Linked DNA regions of Rattus norvegicus: region 2 is linked to region 1. The links are chromatin contacts, called in public Hi-C maps. All regions are on one chromosome and are shown on one strand. The core of a region is the stretch at or near the end of the contact, and the rest is flanking DNA. Distances in the headings are between cores, read along the strand shown. Region 1 overlaps Art3 (ADP-ribosyltransferase 3). Region 2 holds the start of Art3 (ADP-ribosyltransferase 3).

What was found. A called contact is a pair of places that touch in the nucleus more often than the background predicts.
Region 2: a contact with region 1 is called in a Hi-C map of liver, with 3 times the contacts expected there. The contact joins the promoter of Art3 here to the enhancer-like site in region 1. A contact is called at or near these places in 5 of 12 Hi-C or Micro-C datasets (the A7r5 cell line, the Rat2 cell line, hepatocytes and 1 more).

The regions. Positions count from the first base shown.
Region 1 is chr14:15,955,969-15,963,195 of GRCr8, reverse strand. All of the region lies in intron 1 of Art3 (ADP-ribosyltransferase 3), which reads left to right. Among named protein-coding and RNA genes, the nearest start is that of Cxcl11, 14 kb to the left of the region's middle. Within about 2 kb of position 3,220, at least 9 of the 93 cell types and tissues checked have an H3K27ac peak or open chromatin away from gene starts, as enhancers often do. A contact at or near this core is called in liver, where this site is marked.
Region 2 is chr14:16,000,678-16,007,904 of GRCr8, reverse strand. It overlaps Art3 (ADP-ribosyltransferase 3), which reads left to right and starts at 4,182. Exons shown (of 10, transcript NM_001012034.1): 1 at 4,182-4,270. It overlaps Cxcl9 (C-X-C motif chemokine ligand 9), which reads right to left and starts at 739. Exons shown (of 4, transcript NM_145672.4): 1 at 585-739. The coding sequence starts at 645.

The DNA of each region.
Region 1 (7,227 bases), core at 1,971-4,470:
CGTCGAGATTAGAGGCAGAGGGAGGAGAATCCCGATTCTCACAAACCAGCTAGTCCAGACTACACACTGTGAACAGCAAGACGTCCTGTTCAAACACAGTGGAGAGCAAGGAGCAGCCCTCGGGGCTGTCCTCCATGTGTGTGCTGTGGCATATGTGTGCCTACACTGACATGAACACGCCTTTGCATGTGTTTATTATTACATACACACCAGGTGCATGCAGACTAAAATGTAGAAATGATGCTTCTAAAGAGTATCAAACAGTGTTTTAGAATGTCCTCCCAGAATACGCTTGTTTTTAACAAGAGAATTATGAAATGACGTTTTCTTCTAAGTGTTGTATCGAGCGCTGTGACTTTGAATGACTTACTGATAACACTTTGATCACCTTATTAAGTTCATATCTGTCGGGAAGGATTGTTACACCGAGGAGTCCTGGATCAGATCCTAGTGGCACTGCTGTTCATTCCCTGCTCTGGGGAATTGCATCATGGTTACAAATGATGTTACCATTAAGGGAGGAAGTGAGGGGAGTTAGCTCAAAAAGTTTCAAAATTAGATAGCATAGTGCTTGTGATGACCACTAGTTTAAACCTAGAAACCATTGCAAGGACTTTATATGGTGCCTAATGATTGGAATCTGTGGAAATGGGGTCAGACAGCTCTGAAAGGGTGATCCAAAGACATTCACACTGTGCATGACTTTATAGGAAAGGGGTGCCGAGGTTAAAGGGAATTCTACAAGTTACCTGAAATAAAGGCGGTCAGTGCAGAAACGCTCTCCTGACTGGGAGCTGTGGATCACCAAGCTCGTGTGACTGGTTGCTAGAACCATTCCCAGGTGTTAAGCCAGGGTCCTGTGTGGCAGCCGCTCAGCCATGAGCTCTGTGAAGATGTTTGTGGCTAGGCATGCCTTGGTGCCCAGGTCGAAAGTCAGCACCTTTGTGTCATTTTCTTTTCGAAGGTTTTGCTAATTATTTTTTTACGTGTATGAGTATTTTGCCTGCATGTGTGTCTGTGCACCAAGTGCATGTCCTATGCCTAGAGTCCAGGAGCAGGCATAGAGACAGTTGTGAGCCGCCATGTTGGTGCTGGGAGTCAAACCAAGGTGCTCTGCGAGAACAGTAGTGCTTTCCACAGCTGGGCCATCTGTCTAGGCCCCCATATCACTTCCTTATGTCCACATTAAGAGTTCACTTTCGGGGTTGGGGATTTAGCTCAGTGGTAGAGCGCTTGCCTAGCAAGCGCAAGGCCCTGGGTTCGGTCCCCAGCCCCGAAAGAAAGAAAAAGAAAAAAAGAAAAAGAAAAAAAGAAAAAGAAAAAAAGAGTTCACTTTCCCAGGCACAGAGGCCCCCGTTCTGGTCCTCTGATGCCCTTCCCTGCACTTCAGTTTGAAATGTTCCCAAACCACTTTCTTTTAGCCAGACATTTCCTCTCCTCTTCACATTTACTTTGTGCCCAATATATGCTCACCTCTCCCTCTCCCTCTCCCTCTCCCTCTCCCTCTCCCTCTCCCTCTCCCTCTCCCTCTCCCTCTCCCTCTCCCTCTCTCACATCCATAGTACAGTGAGGGGACCCACTGTCCCTACTTGATGTGTGTGTGTACAGGAGAAAGACCCATGTACAACGCCGCACATGGCTAGAAAACAGCTGGGCTGGAATCTGCACTTGGCCATTTTTGTTTTTTGTTTTTTGTTTGTTTCAGTTTAGTGCTCCAGCTGCTTAGTTTTAAAACACACACAGCGAAACAGGGACATAATAGTAAGGCATAGAGTTGATATACTCTAAAACATTTGAAAATACAGTAAAATCAACACTTGCTGTCACTTTTAAGAGAGCTTCGATGTCCCTGAATGCCTTTTGTCACGTGCGTGTGTATGGTCTAGCTAGTGTGTTACTCTAAGAATTAGGTAGATGGAAAGTTGGTAGAATGCATACATTAGCACTTAGAGACTTGATAACCGTCACAATTTTAGGAATCAGTCACTGCGGATTCATGCATAGGCTCAGACATATTCATCTCGATCTTTCTGTTTTCTTGGGGCAAAAATACCCTAATCACTTAGAAGGTGAGAAAAGTAAAAGAGATTTCCCATCTATTTATACGCAGAGCAGAGCGCGGGACAGTCCCGGCCACTGCAGAACCCGTATGTTGCTATAGTTACGGCTTTTTCTCCCTGGGTGTTGAGTTAAATTTTTAAAGAGAAGCGACTTGTGGCTTTGCTTTGTTTTTTGTTGTTTTTGTGTGTTTTTAGTTTGTGGAGAGGGTGGGGTATCGTAGCACACACTTGCTTAAGAAGTAACAGAGGTCCTGGCTCTTTTAGTTTGATCCTTCCGTCCCCTCCTCCTTTCTCTCTTTTTCTTATCATAGTCCTGACTGTGCCTCATACTCATAATCCTCCTGCCTCAGCCTCCGTGGCTGTCCTGGCATTCACCAGGCTGGCCTCGAACTCACAGAGACTTGCTGAATGTTGGGATTAACATGCAACCCCACTCCTGGTCTGCAGTTTTGTTGTTGTTTCTTAACACCTACAAATGTTTTTAAGGTTGTTTCTTGGCCTTAACATTAAAAGAGTATCACCTGAGCCTTTCTTGTATTTTCTAAGTACAAACCTGGAAGTGGCTTTTTGTCTATCTGTTCTCAGTTTGCTTTCCCATGTGCAGAGATCTCAGAAGAAAAAGATGTGCCATCCTTTGTCTACCACTGAGCTGTCTAACTGTGTGTTCAGGCCGCTTCAGATTGTATGGGCAGCTAAGTCAAAGAACTAAGTGACTTAACAACGTAGAAAAGGAAATAGCAACGTTGAGTAGTTAAGGGTTGAAGTTTAGTTCAGAGAAAACACAGGCGATTGCGTAAGACTCAGCTCTGAAGTTTGCACTTGCTTGACAAAGAAATGAGGCCTACAGAGCTAATTAGATACATCTCACTAGCACAAAAGGGCGGAGGGACTGTGGGTGCAGTCAGGTGCAAGAAATCTTAAGTTGGGAGTCAGTCCTTAAGGAATTAGAACTTGGTTTCCTATAGATGCTAAAATGGTGACAGTTCACTTTGTGAGGTCCTTTAAATCAGGAGCCAAGTCTGTTGTCAGTCTTCCCCCTCATTTACCCTGTGTGAAATAAAATGGAAAAGGGAGGCAAAGAAGGAGGGGGGAGAGGGAGGGGCAGGGAGAGGGGAAAGGGGGGGGGCAGGCAAGTATTGGTCCTAAGCCAGTGCTCCCAGACCCAGGCTGGTCACCGTCTGCCACCCTCACACACAGGGATTGTCCCTGCCTGCTAGATTTACTTCCTCTCTTCTAAAAGTTAAGGTTTCCTGTTTCAGAGGGGAACACAGTTCTAAAAAGCAGTAAGTTATCTTTAGTTTTCTTTTAAGTTTGGCCGACGTTCCCACAAGTTACTTCTTGGGGGTTTCCAGCTTTGGGGACAGAGGCAGTAATTGCCCATTTGATTACAACACCACCGAAGTGCAGGGAAGAGCTCAGTCTTTCCTTCAGGCTGTGCAATGGTTCACTTATTTAATAGTGCCTTAAAGAAGACAGGGTGCTGGCTGAAAGGGAAAGCTTCTTTCTTTGCCTGGTCAGCTCTTATCTAGAAGGTACCTAGGATAAATTAGGTCCTGCCTCCCCCTGGCTTTGTCCTCGGTCCCTGTCGTTTTCAGACATCTTACAGCTGAACACAAGTTGCCATTTCTTGTTTTCCACCCCATTTTGTACTCTATGGAGAAAGAAATGGTTTTTCAGATAAAAATGGTAAAAGTGGAACCCGATACTGTCATTCACTCCTTCAATCCTAGCACTCTCTGAACTTGAGGCTAGCCTGGTCTAAAGAGTAAGTTCCAGGACAGCCAGGGCTATACAGAAAAACGATGTCTTAAAAACGAACAAACAAAAAGCAAGAAAAAGGCTGAACTGAAGAAGACAACAGAAGAGACTGTGGGGATCAAAGAGGAAGGAACCGGCTTGCTTCAGTCTGTGGCCCTGATAGCGCAGGCTTGTGGGGAACCTGCCTCCACATTCTTCCAGTTCGTCCTTCCTTGAGGCATGCGTGGTTATAACTCACCTCTTTCCACGAGATATGGAAGTCTTCATGTGCACAGCGAACCCCGTTGTACATCCATCCACATTTTCCTGTGAGAGACCCACTGGAAGAGCGGTTCAGAATTTCTCTGTGAACTAAGGACTTTCCAGCTCTTCATGGTATGCATATTGTAACTTACAGCCACATGCGGTGGATGGACAAGGGCTTACGGACCTGAGGCTTACCTGGAAGATAGTGTCTAGCAGGGAAGCCTGGACTTCCTGTGGTAGGCCACGCCCAGATGGCATTCCAAAAACCGCATAAACGACCCAGGAAGCCCTGGCAGGAACAGGCCTCGGCATCTGACACCTCCTGCACTCCACTCACTGCCTGGCCTGCCCACAGCACTGAATAAAAGAACCATAGTATCCTAGGCACGGTGAAGCAGGAGGAGTTTCAAACAAACAAACAACAAACCCCAAACAGAAAAGAAGCTAGAAAGGAATCTCAGGTGGGGAAGGGCTTGCCTTGCATAAAGGAATCCCTGGGTTTGATCCACAGGACTGCATAAAGCAGGCTCTGTGGCACATGCCTGCAATCCCAACACTGGAGAGGCAGAGGCTGTGGCAGGGGCAGGGGCAGGGGCAGGGGCAGCGGCAGGGCAGAGATGCAGAGGAGGTGAGAATGAGAAATTCAAGCACATCCTGAGCTATAAGACAAATTGGAAGTCAGCTTGGGCTACAAGAGACTCTCAAAAAAACAAAAACAAAGCAAACAAACAACAACAAAAACATTAGCTACCTGGGTATTTTGAAACTTTCTGAGTCAGGTGGTAGCTCACGCCTACAATCCCAGTACTTGAGTTTAGCTGGAGACTGCCCCAAGAGGCCAACCTGATCTACATAGCAAATTTCACACCAGCCAGGACTACAGAGACCCTATCTCAACAAACCAAAGGAAAAAAATCTGTCCCGGAGCCACATTTGAAGGAGGAGGAAAAGGAAGAGGAGAAAGAGGAGGAAAGAAGTGAAATTAGTATTACTAATTTTCTTATTTAAACCATTGAATCTAAAGGGCACATACGTTCTTACTGTGTTTGAAATCCTTCAAGATTTTATACTGACAGCTCTTAGCATTTGCATACCAAACTTTCTTTTCTTCTTCTTCTTTTTTTTTTTTTTTTTTTTCCGGAGCTGGGGACCGAACCCAGGGCCTTGCGCTTGCTAGGCAAGCACTCTACCACTGAGCTAAATCCCCAATTCCCATACCAAACTTTCATCACAGATAATTGATCTATATTTAGACTTCATGAAATGTCAAGTTCAAAAATAGATGCAGATACTTCTGTTGTTCCAAGCCTCGAGAGGTTCCCAGTAAACCAATCACAGCACTAAAAATTAAATAAAACTAAAGGTCCTGAAACCTTTCAATTTCCTCTTCACCAGGTCCCATCAGAGTCCTCTCAGTAGGTGTGTGGTGACTGGGAGCTGGAGAGGTAGTTACAGATCTCCTCTGGATGGAAGTAATTTTCCTCCATGAAACCTCAGCTCCCTCTCTCCCTCCCTCCCTCCCGCCCTCCCTCCATTTGCTTAGATCAGGCCCTTTGGGAAACCTCACTTGACCCACTCTATTTAATACAAAATGCCCTCAGTCCCTACACTGCATACTTCTAATCCTGCTCATTCCACAGTGCTTTTTCTTTATCTCCCCGCTAACTCACTATCTGATTGACTGCTTCCCCTTAGCTCCCTGGAGCAATATATGTTTCATTTACTGCTACCTCAGCATTCGTGGCTCAGGAATTGGGGATCTGGCTTACTGGTGGAGTGTTTGCTGGCCTTGGGTATGTTCTCCAGCACTAAAACACTGTGGGTCAGGCGTACTGGATTAGCCATTATAAAGGCTTGTTAGGGTGTTAGTACGTACATGCTGCACTTGATAAAACCCAGAAAGATCTAAAAACATGGCTGACTGAAATTCTCTCACGTGCAGCTCAAATGTATTCTTTGTAGCTGGTGCTGGTTAAGCGGCAAGCAGTGGGCAAAGAAGTTGGAGAAATTATGATTTAGTTAGGAAGACAAGACTCGAAACTTAGAGTAAGGATGTGAAAAAGCTGAATTCAGTTTCAAAAACTAGAAACTGGACTTAAAATTTGTGCCACAGGTGTTCTGTTGAGTGGGGATTTCTCACTGAGGATTTCAGTTACATGCTTCTGTGTTGGCAACTGTTTGCCATAGAGACATGGAGAGAAGAAATAGGAAAGTAATGTACTATAGAACTCGTGCTTAAAAGTGTCTTTGAAACAAGCGACGTTAAGAAAGAAAATAAGTTCCACACATAAGATTGACTTAAATTTTGTAGTGATTCATGTATTGTCCAAGTTTTTGCTGGGCCTGGTGCATACACCTTTAATCCCAACACAAGGCAGGCAAATCTCTGAGTTTGAGGCCAGCCTGGTCTACAGAGTGAGGGGATTTCTGAGTTCGAGGTCAGCCTGATCTACAGAGTGGGTTCCAGGACAGCCAAGGCTATCTTTGAAAAACACTAAAAAAAAAAAATTCTTTTATTGAAAATTATTTTGGAACTGGAATTATGTAGAAGGCTTTTAAAATTATTATTATTATTATTATTATTATTATTATTATTATTAGTAGTAGTAGTAGTAGTAGTAATAGTAGTAGTAGTAGTAGTAGTAGTAGTTGTGTGTGTGTGTCTTCTCGAGAATTAGCACCATGGCTCTGTGGAGGTCAGAGGACACCCTGCAGGAATTGGCTTCCTCATCATGTGAGTCCTTGAAATTAAACTCAAGTTATCAGGCTTAGCAGTGAGCACTCTAACTACTCAGTCGTCTGGCCAGTTGAGACTGTATACAAAATTTTAACCATGTTCACATTTCAGTACATTAACAAAGCACCCATATCTTAGATATAATAAGGTAGCATCATTACAGTATACACGGTGTTTATACAGTATACAGTATACACCGGGAGTGATAGTAAAATATTTTGAATGGATACTCTTTCTCTGCCTTGGTGAAAGTCAGCTCTGTTTATAACTATAGCTACATTAAGCTTGAAGAGTAAATTGCTAGTGGTTTAGACAGGGGAGAAAAGGTAGAAAATACCAGAACAAGGAAGTTCACCAGAGAGAGGAAGAGGGAATAGCTTGTCCAGCGTGGTGCTAAGAATAAGGAGAAGGCTCTAGGTAAGAGAA
Region 2 (7,227 bases), core at 2,933-5,432, 44 kb before region 1:
TGAGATCCCGATGCCCTCTTCTGGTGTGTCTGAAGATAGCTACAGTGTACTTATATAGAATAAATAAATAAATCTTAGGAAAAAAAGAGAAGGATCTCTCAGGTCACTCCCTGTTGCCGGTGCTGTAGATTTCATATCTTGCACGACAAATGACACACTCAACAAGAAATAAAGTCCCTAGAATCCCCCCTTTATATCTGAGAAGTGGTTTCTCATTATTAAAATGTCCAAATAGGCTTTGACCTCTCACCGTGAGCTCACAATACCTTCACCAAGAAGGCATGTTTGACTTGGTAGGTACCGATTATGACCTTTGGACAATTGCTCGCAGCATCAGACTGCTTTGATGACAGAGCAATATAACTTTCTTTTTTTTCATTTTTCTTTTTTTCGGAGCTGGGGACCGAACTCAGGGCCTTGCGCTTGCTAGGCAAGCGCTCTACCACTGAGCTAAATCCCCAACCCCCGCAGTATAACTTTTGATTGCATGCAAGACATTCGGTTCTATCTGTTGGCCTGAGAAGACTCATGCAGTGATGCAGAGCCCAGAATTTAGTAACTTAACTCATTGTAAAAGTCCTTACCTCGAACTCCACAGTGATCCAGGAAGATGATGCCCATGAGGAATAGAGCAACGGACTTCATGGCAGAGCCGAGCTCTATTAAGTCACCGTGCTGGAGTCAAGGCTGAGAATGTCTTCAGAGAACATGTTCTTGGTGGTCATATTTATTTAGGAAATCCCTTTTCCTTCCCGTCTCTGATTGGCTGGTCTCCTCAGCTGACCTAGAAGAACTAAATTAACCCGCAAACTTGATTGTCCTGGGGAAAACCCTGCTCTCAGATCCCAGGGAATTTCTGCACGTTCTACTCCCATTTCACATAAACGAGTGGTTTAGAGTAAGGGATGCGAAACCACCACAGCACCCTCTTTCAGCACAGGCCAACTTGCTACCTGGATGCAGAATAGATTATACGATGAGTTTATTAATGCCCTATGACGAAGGTTGGAGATGTGCTTCCCTCCTGGGAAGTGATCCTCTCTACACAATACATTAATATTTTCCCGTGACAATAAGCTTCTTAATTTGTGAGGGGTAAATCCATTTTGTGTGGCTGTTGCTGCAAGTCGCCGTCACCGTAATTGATTAGTGGCATAAGCCACAGCTGTTCTGTTCCCTGCCACCCTTTCCAAGTGTTTCGCAAACCGTCTGTGCCACTCACAGTGTGACTGTAAAACAAGAAAGCAAACATTCCCGAGTTTAAAGAAGCTACGTGTGTTAAATGACATTCAATAGCAAAGAGTTTAAAAAGCAGAGTAGCTGTTAAAAAAAATGCTCTCATTGTTCTAAATTCTTGTAGATGTTGAGACTAAAACAAGAGTCAGTATTGCAGCAAGAGAAATGCTTCCTCGGAGAATAGTGCTTGGACAGGATGCAAGCTAGATGAAAGAAACAGATATAAAACGACAAAGGACAAAGGAACAGAGCCAACAACCTCCCTTTCAAAATAGGATCTGAGAAAAAGGAACAAATGAAAACAAAAGTGCATTATATGTGTTTGGTGCTATATATAGTCCTGTGATACATCGAGGCCAGACAATAGTGCCTTAGGACATCATGGAGATATTGCAAGGGTCTGACCAAATGCTGGACACGACTGGCAAAAAGTATTAAATAAAACAAAGTATTTTTTTTTTTTGCTCTACCTCACACAATTGTTAATTAAGGCAGGACTGGTAAAAACTATTAGAATTCTTTGGCTTTATTTCACAAAATCATTGAGTGCACTCATTAGTGGAAGGGAAAGTTAATAGCTAAGAGATGCTATTGTTCTGTAATTGACTGCATACGTGTCCAGACTTCGACCGTCTCCACAAAGACTTTCTATTCTTTCTTTACCTCCTCTAGAGGTGGCTGGACCAGGGTTTCATAGAAACAGCTTGCGCATCTTCCTTTTAAATGTTTATCTGGACAAAATGAACAACTATCACGTAAATTACTTTTCCTCTCCTCTCTGTTAGGCAGCAGCTTTCGGCCCTCTTTATCCCTCCTCCCCGCTGGAGTTTGACTGAATTGAAGGCAGTTTTCGAGAGTCCTCAGGTAGCAGGCAATGCTACAACCCAAGGTATACCCTAACCTTGGTAAGATCAAAACTAAAAATATTCCCCAAATCAAGGTAAAAGACATCTGAACAATCTTTACCAACTTCTTCCTTACATACTCCCTTTCCCTATGGAAAATCATATGGAACCTAACTAAAGTTTAAAATAAAGAAACCAAAATCAAAAGTAAATTTCTCCCTAAAGAGAGAGAAATGGAAATATGCAAAATATATACTACATTATTGTAATAGATAAATATATTCTATGTATTATTATTTTTTTAAGATTTATTTGTTTGTTTTATGTAAGTACACGGTACGCTGTCACTGTCTTCAGACACACCAGAAGAGGGCATCAGATCTCATTACAGATGGTTGTGAGCCACCATGTGGTTGCTGGGAATTGAACTCAGGGCCTCTGGAAGAGCAGTCAGCGCTCTTAACCGCTGAGCCATCTCTCCAGCCCGTATTATTATAATATATGCTAAGAAATAAACTTTATAGGGTAAGGCTGAACCTCAGTTGGGCATTAATCATTGTAATACAGTTTGTTTTTTCTTTTGAAGATAAGGTCAAGGTCTCACTGTGTATAGCAGGCTGACTTTGAACAGGCCATTCTCCTGCCTCAGCCTGTGAGTATTGGGTTTGTAGATCTGCATCCTGTGCCCCACTAATGTCTAAGAGGTTGTTGTTGTTGTTGTTTAGCCTTCCCAGACTGATGGCTGTCCTTGGAGCAATAATCTTCCCGTATCCCTAAGGAATGCATGTTTTAGAATATGGGGATAATTACATTCATCTTTTATGTTACGCAATCCATGCTTTTTAATGGTTTATCTCTAGATTAATAACATATAAATAAAATGTTACGGAAATCAGTTTGAAAAGCAAAACTTATGGTGACTTTTGATAAGTTTAGTCATCAGATTTAGTCCAGTTCTGCCAGCCTTGGATCTCTCTAGACAATAAATCCCAGTTTCACAAGTGGTTGTTAAGATTAATAGCAAGAGTAGACTGCCAGTGGGTAGTGGTCTATCAGAGACTTGTAACTAGCCGAAGGGCAGAGAATTACTGAGTATTCCGACCCTCAGCAGTACACCTGTCACCACTGTCCCCGGGTTCCGGGACCATCCCAGAGAAGGGGCTAGAAGGAGCCAGAGGTTGGGGAGGAGTACTGAGATAGTGTTCTGGACTGGTCGGCCCATTGCATTGCAACTGTTTAGGACACACAGAGCATCGGTCATCGTTTCATCATACCTAGGGGAGGGGCTCATGAGGCTCCACCCTTAATTAATGTTTATGCGCCAAAAAAGAAAACAAGGGTTCAGAGTAGGAGGGGCATTTCTGGGAAGAAGACCATTTCCATCAGGAGTGAGGGATGAGAGAGGGGAGTGGGGAGTGGAACTGCCTAAAATTCAGTATGTGCATGTCAGAAATTGTCGACGTGTGCATATGCCCCGACAGAGCATACGCCCTGTTGCAAGTAGCATCGAGCCAGTCAGAGCCGATGGAGACTTCTTAGAGCGAAGGCTCAGCATGGGCTGTCTGGTTTACGTTCTCGGCCTCTTGCATCACTCTTTCTTCTCACTTTCTGATTCACTGCTCGTGTCTCTTTCGTGTCTGTAATGTGACCACTGGGCATGCTTAGGCTGCATGCAGCATGGTAATTTATCCTCTTCAGCGCCCCAGCTTTGGGGAGTCTTCTCTTAGCTCCACAAGCCGTCAGTCCTCTCTGCTGCAGGTGCTCCCGACACGTCAAGGCTCATCCTCACAGATCGGATATAGTTAGATGGTCTGGGATACTCTAGTCTCGCCTTCTATTACAGGAGGGTTTTTAAAGACCCACGTTTGAACCTGGTGGTAACCCAGCACCGATCCTGGAACAGTGTTCTTCAAGTACAGTAAATACTCGGTATAAGTGTTCGCAAGTGACAAACAGGGACCAGAACTCAGCTGGGCAGATCTGGCATCAGCCACAGGGTTGAAATCTTGAGCCATTGATTCTGTGACCTCTTCTAGTTGGGCTATGCACAGTGCGCATGCCCAGCCGGTTTGCTTCCAGAACTTTCCTCCACCCGGAGCTCAACGCTCACTCTACGTGTGTAGCTAGCTGCTGCGGCTGCCTGCACCGATCTGATCGGCTGAAGAAAAGAAGCACTTTAGGGAGGAAAGGTAATATGTGCCCTGGGGCTCTACTCTCTGTCCCCACTGTCCCTCTGCCTCCTATCCTGAGGAAGCCATTTTCCCTAGGTAGCAGAGTGGAGACTTAGCGACCCTGGGCATGCCGGGAGGGAGCGGTGTGCGGCTTTCATAGGAGATTTGGCAAGTGTGGGAGGCACCAATGCCTCTAGAAGCCCAGCTCATGGTGTGGAGGCTACAGGGCTCAGGAATATCTCTCGAGGGCGGCTGAGATGACCCAGAGGAAGAAGGCCCATTGGGTAGGAGCTGGTGTTGAGGTTGGCCAGAGCCTCCAGATGCTGAACCCCTTAACCCAGGATGTCCTGAGCTGCTGAACCCCAGAGCCCTGGAGGCCCTGAATCCCTGAACCCCAGAGCCTAGGCTTCCTACCTACAAGGGCTCCTTCCTCCCCTGACAGCGGAAATATCTTTCCAGGGTAAAAGGCTTCTCGGATCAACCTGGGTCTTTAGGCAAGATGACTAGAGATAGACCATTTGGGGTCAGGCATTGTAAGACATTTGCTTTCCAGACTCCATTCTTGGCAAGTTTCATGCCAGCTTGCAGAAGTGCGGTAGAGACTGGAGAGAAAGAAAAAAGTGAAAAATCCCACAGAGGCCGAGTTTATGGATAGAAAGCTTTTTAGGAGAAAACGAAACTTGCTAAGTAAGACAGGATGTTGCTGGAGTTTCTCACAGGCCTGGGAAGAAAGCCAAGGATTATCAAGACTGTTGAAATCAACAGACAATTTGTAATTCCTCTTAGGACAACAACCACCACCCCCCCCACAAAATCCCTCTTTTTTTTTCCCCTTGAAAAATTCCAAGTCAACTGTCCCTGAGGAACTCAATGATGAAATCACCAGAGGCAGGCACAGCGGGCTTGTTGGCCCTCACACGTGGTATCTGGCCTCCTTTCCAACTGTTTTATTTTGAAATTGTGTAGATCTATTTAAATAGATTAACAGCCTGAACGTGTAGTAAAGACAGGAGGCCTCCTTTTGCTTTTCAGAGGGGAGGTTTCTCTCAAACTGAAACTCGTTTTCATTTTAATGCTCATTTTAATTTCTCAATGGAGTCCCCTCTTTCTACCAGTCTCTCCTAATAGTCAAGGACCTTAACTAAAAAAAAAAACAAAAACAAAAAAAAAAACCAATGCATTTCTTGAAAGACCCGAGCTGTGAGTTGGCATTCTGAATTTCCTTTTTCCTCAGGGAGTTATTTCTTCCTTTAAGAAAAAAGTTAAAAAAAAAAAAAAACAACCAACCAAACAAACAAAAACCTCTTCGCTAACCAACCATACATACTTTTGTTTATCTCAGACCACCAAGAAAAAGGAACAAATTCCTTTTCCACTAATCTCATTATCTTGGCTTCTTGGTTTGTGTCTAATAAAAGTCCCGGGACTGGTTAATCAGTAAATAGATAGTTCTGAGAGATAACATCTGGACAAGGACAGATGTAGTCTAGTGCTGGCAACAGCACTACTGTTTTGTCCTGTGACTTTTGGCGAGCCAGTCTGCAGTCTGATGGCGTAAAATCATAATAATTACAATTGCTCAAAAGCTGCTTCCAAGACGGAAGAAAGTTATCCCAGAAGGGGAGAAAGTATTTTTTCCGTTTTAAATATTTATATTTGTTTTTTTAAAAATTTACTTTAAAATGACTATAAAAAATAACTGTGCAAAGGGCCGGGACTCGGAAGTTTAGGAGCACTTGTTGCTCTTGCCAACGCAGGTCCAGTTCCCAGCACCCATGTGGCAGCTAACAATGGGCTGCAACTCCATTTCCAGAGGCTTTGTGACACCCCTTTGGGCTCCACAATGCTGCATGTGTGTGGTGCACAGACATACCTGTACACAGAACACTCATACACATAAAACTGCATAGGTCTAAAAAAAACCAAACAAACCAAAGCAAAGCAAACAAAACAATCGAACAACCAAAAAAACCCAAAAATCCCTATAAGGAAAAAAGCTCCGTGTTATTAATTAATTTACCTTTTCCTTTTTTTTTTTTTTTTTTGTTTTTTTTTTGAGGCTCAGGCTGATCTTTTTTCTTTCTTTCTTTCTTTTTTTTTTTTTTTTTTTTTCTGTGTAACTAGTCCTGGGAGTACAGATGTGTGTGTCTCTCCAGGCTGGGAAATTTCCACATTCACAAACACTTTGCTGACTGTTCTATCAGTCACTCCCGTTCATGCATCAAACTTTTCTGATTCTAGATTCTAAGGACACCAATATTTTTGCCCTCAGAGAGTTTATAATTTATCCGGGGGCAAATCAGCATAGAACAAATAACTACCACAGGGAGAGAAATGTTTCACAGAAGGAAAGCACACAGTTACTGGGTGCAGGGAAATCTCCATCTGCCTCCAAGTGTTTCAGACAGCAGCCTGAGTCAGATCGGAAGGGGAAACCGGAGTTACTACTTCCTGCAAGAAGGGGATGTGAGAAGGCTGCAGAGGCTGCAGGGGCTGGGCGAGGGTAGAAGACAGCGAGGAAGGAGTTGCTGAGGACTGAGGCTAGGAATATAGTAGGCCATGAAGGGTGAGCAGTGTTGGGAACCTCACACAGGCTCACAACACACCCCCTACCTATGTGTATATCTTTGTCACTGAGCAACACTTGTTAATTTTATTTATTCAGAACTTTTTTTTTTCTTTTCTTTTTTTCGGAGCTGGGGACTGAACCCAGGGTCTTGCGCTTGCTAGGCAAGCGCTCTACCACTGAGCTAAATCCTCAACCCCTATTCAGAACTTTTTAAAGACAGTTTCTTTTTTTAAAAAAAAAAAAGATTTATTTATTATATATAAGTACACTGTTGCTGTCTTAGGACACACCAGAAGAGGGCATCAGATTCCATTACAGATGGTTGTGAGCCACCATGTGGTTGCTGGGATTTGAACTCAGGACCTCTTAAGAAGTCAGTGCTTATGTTGGGGATTTAGCTCAGTGG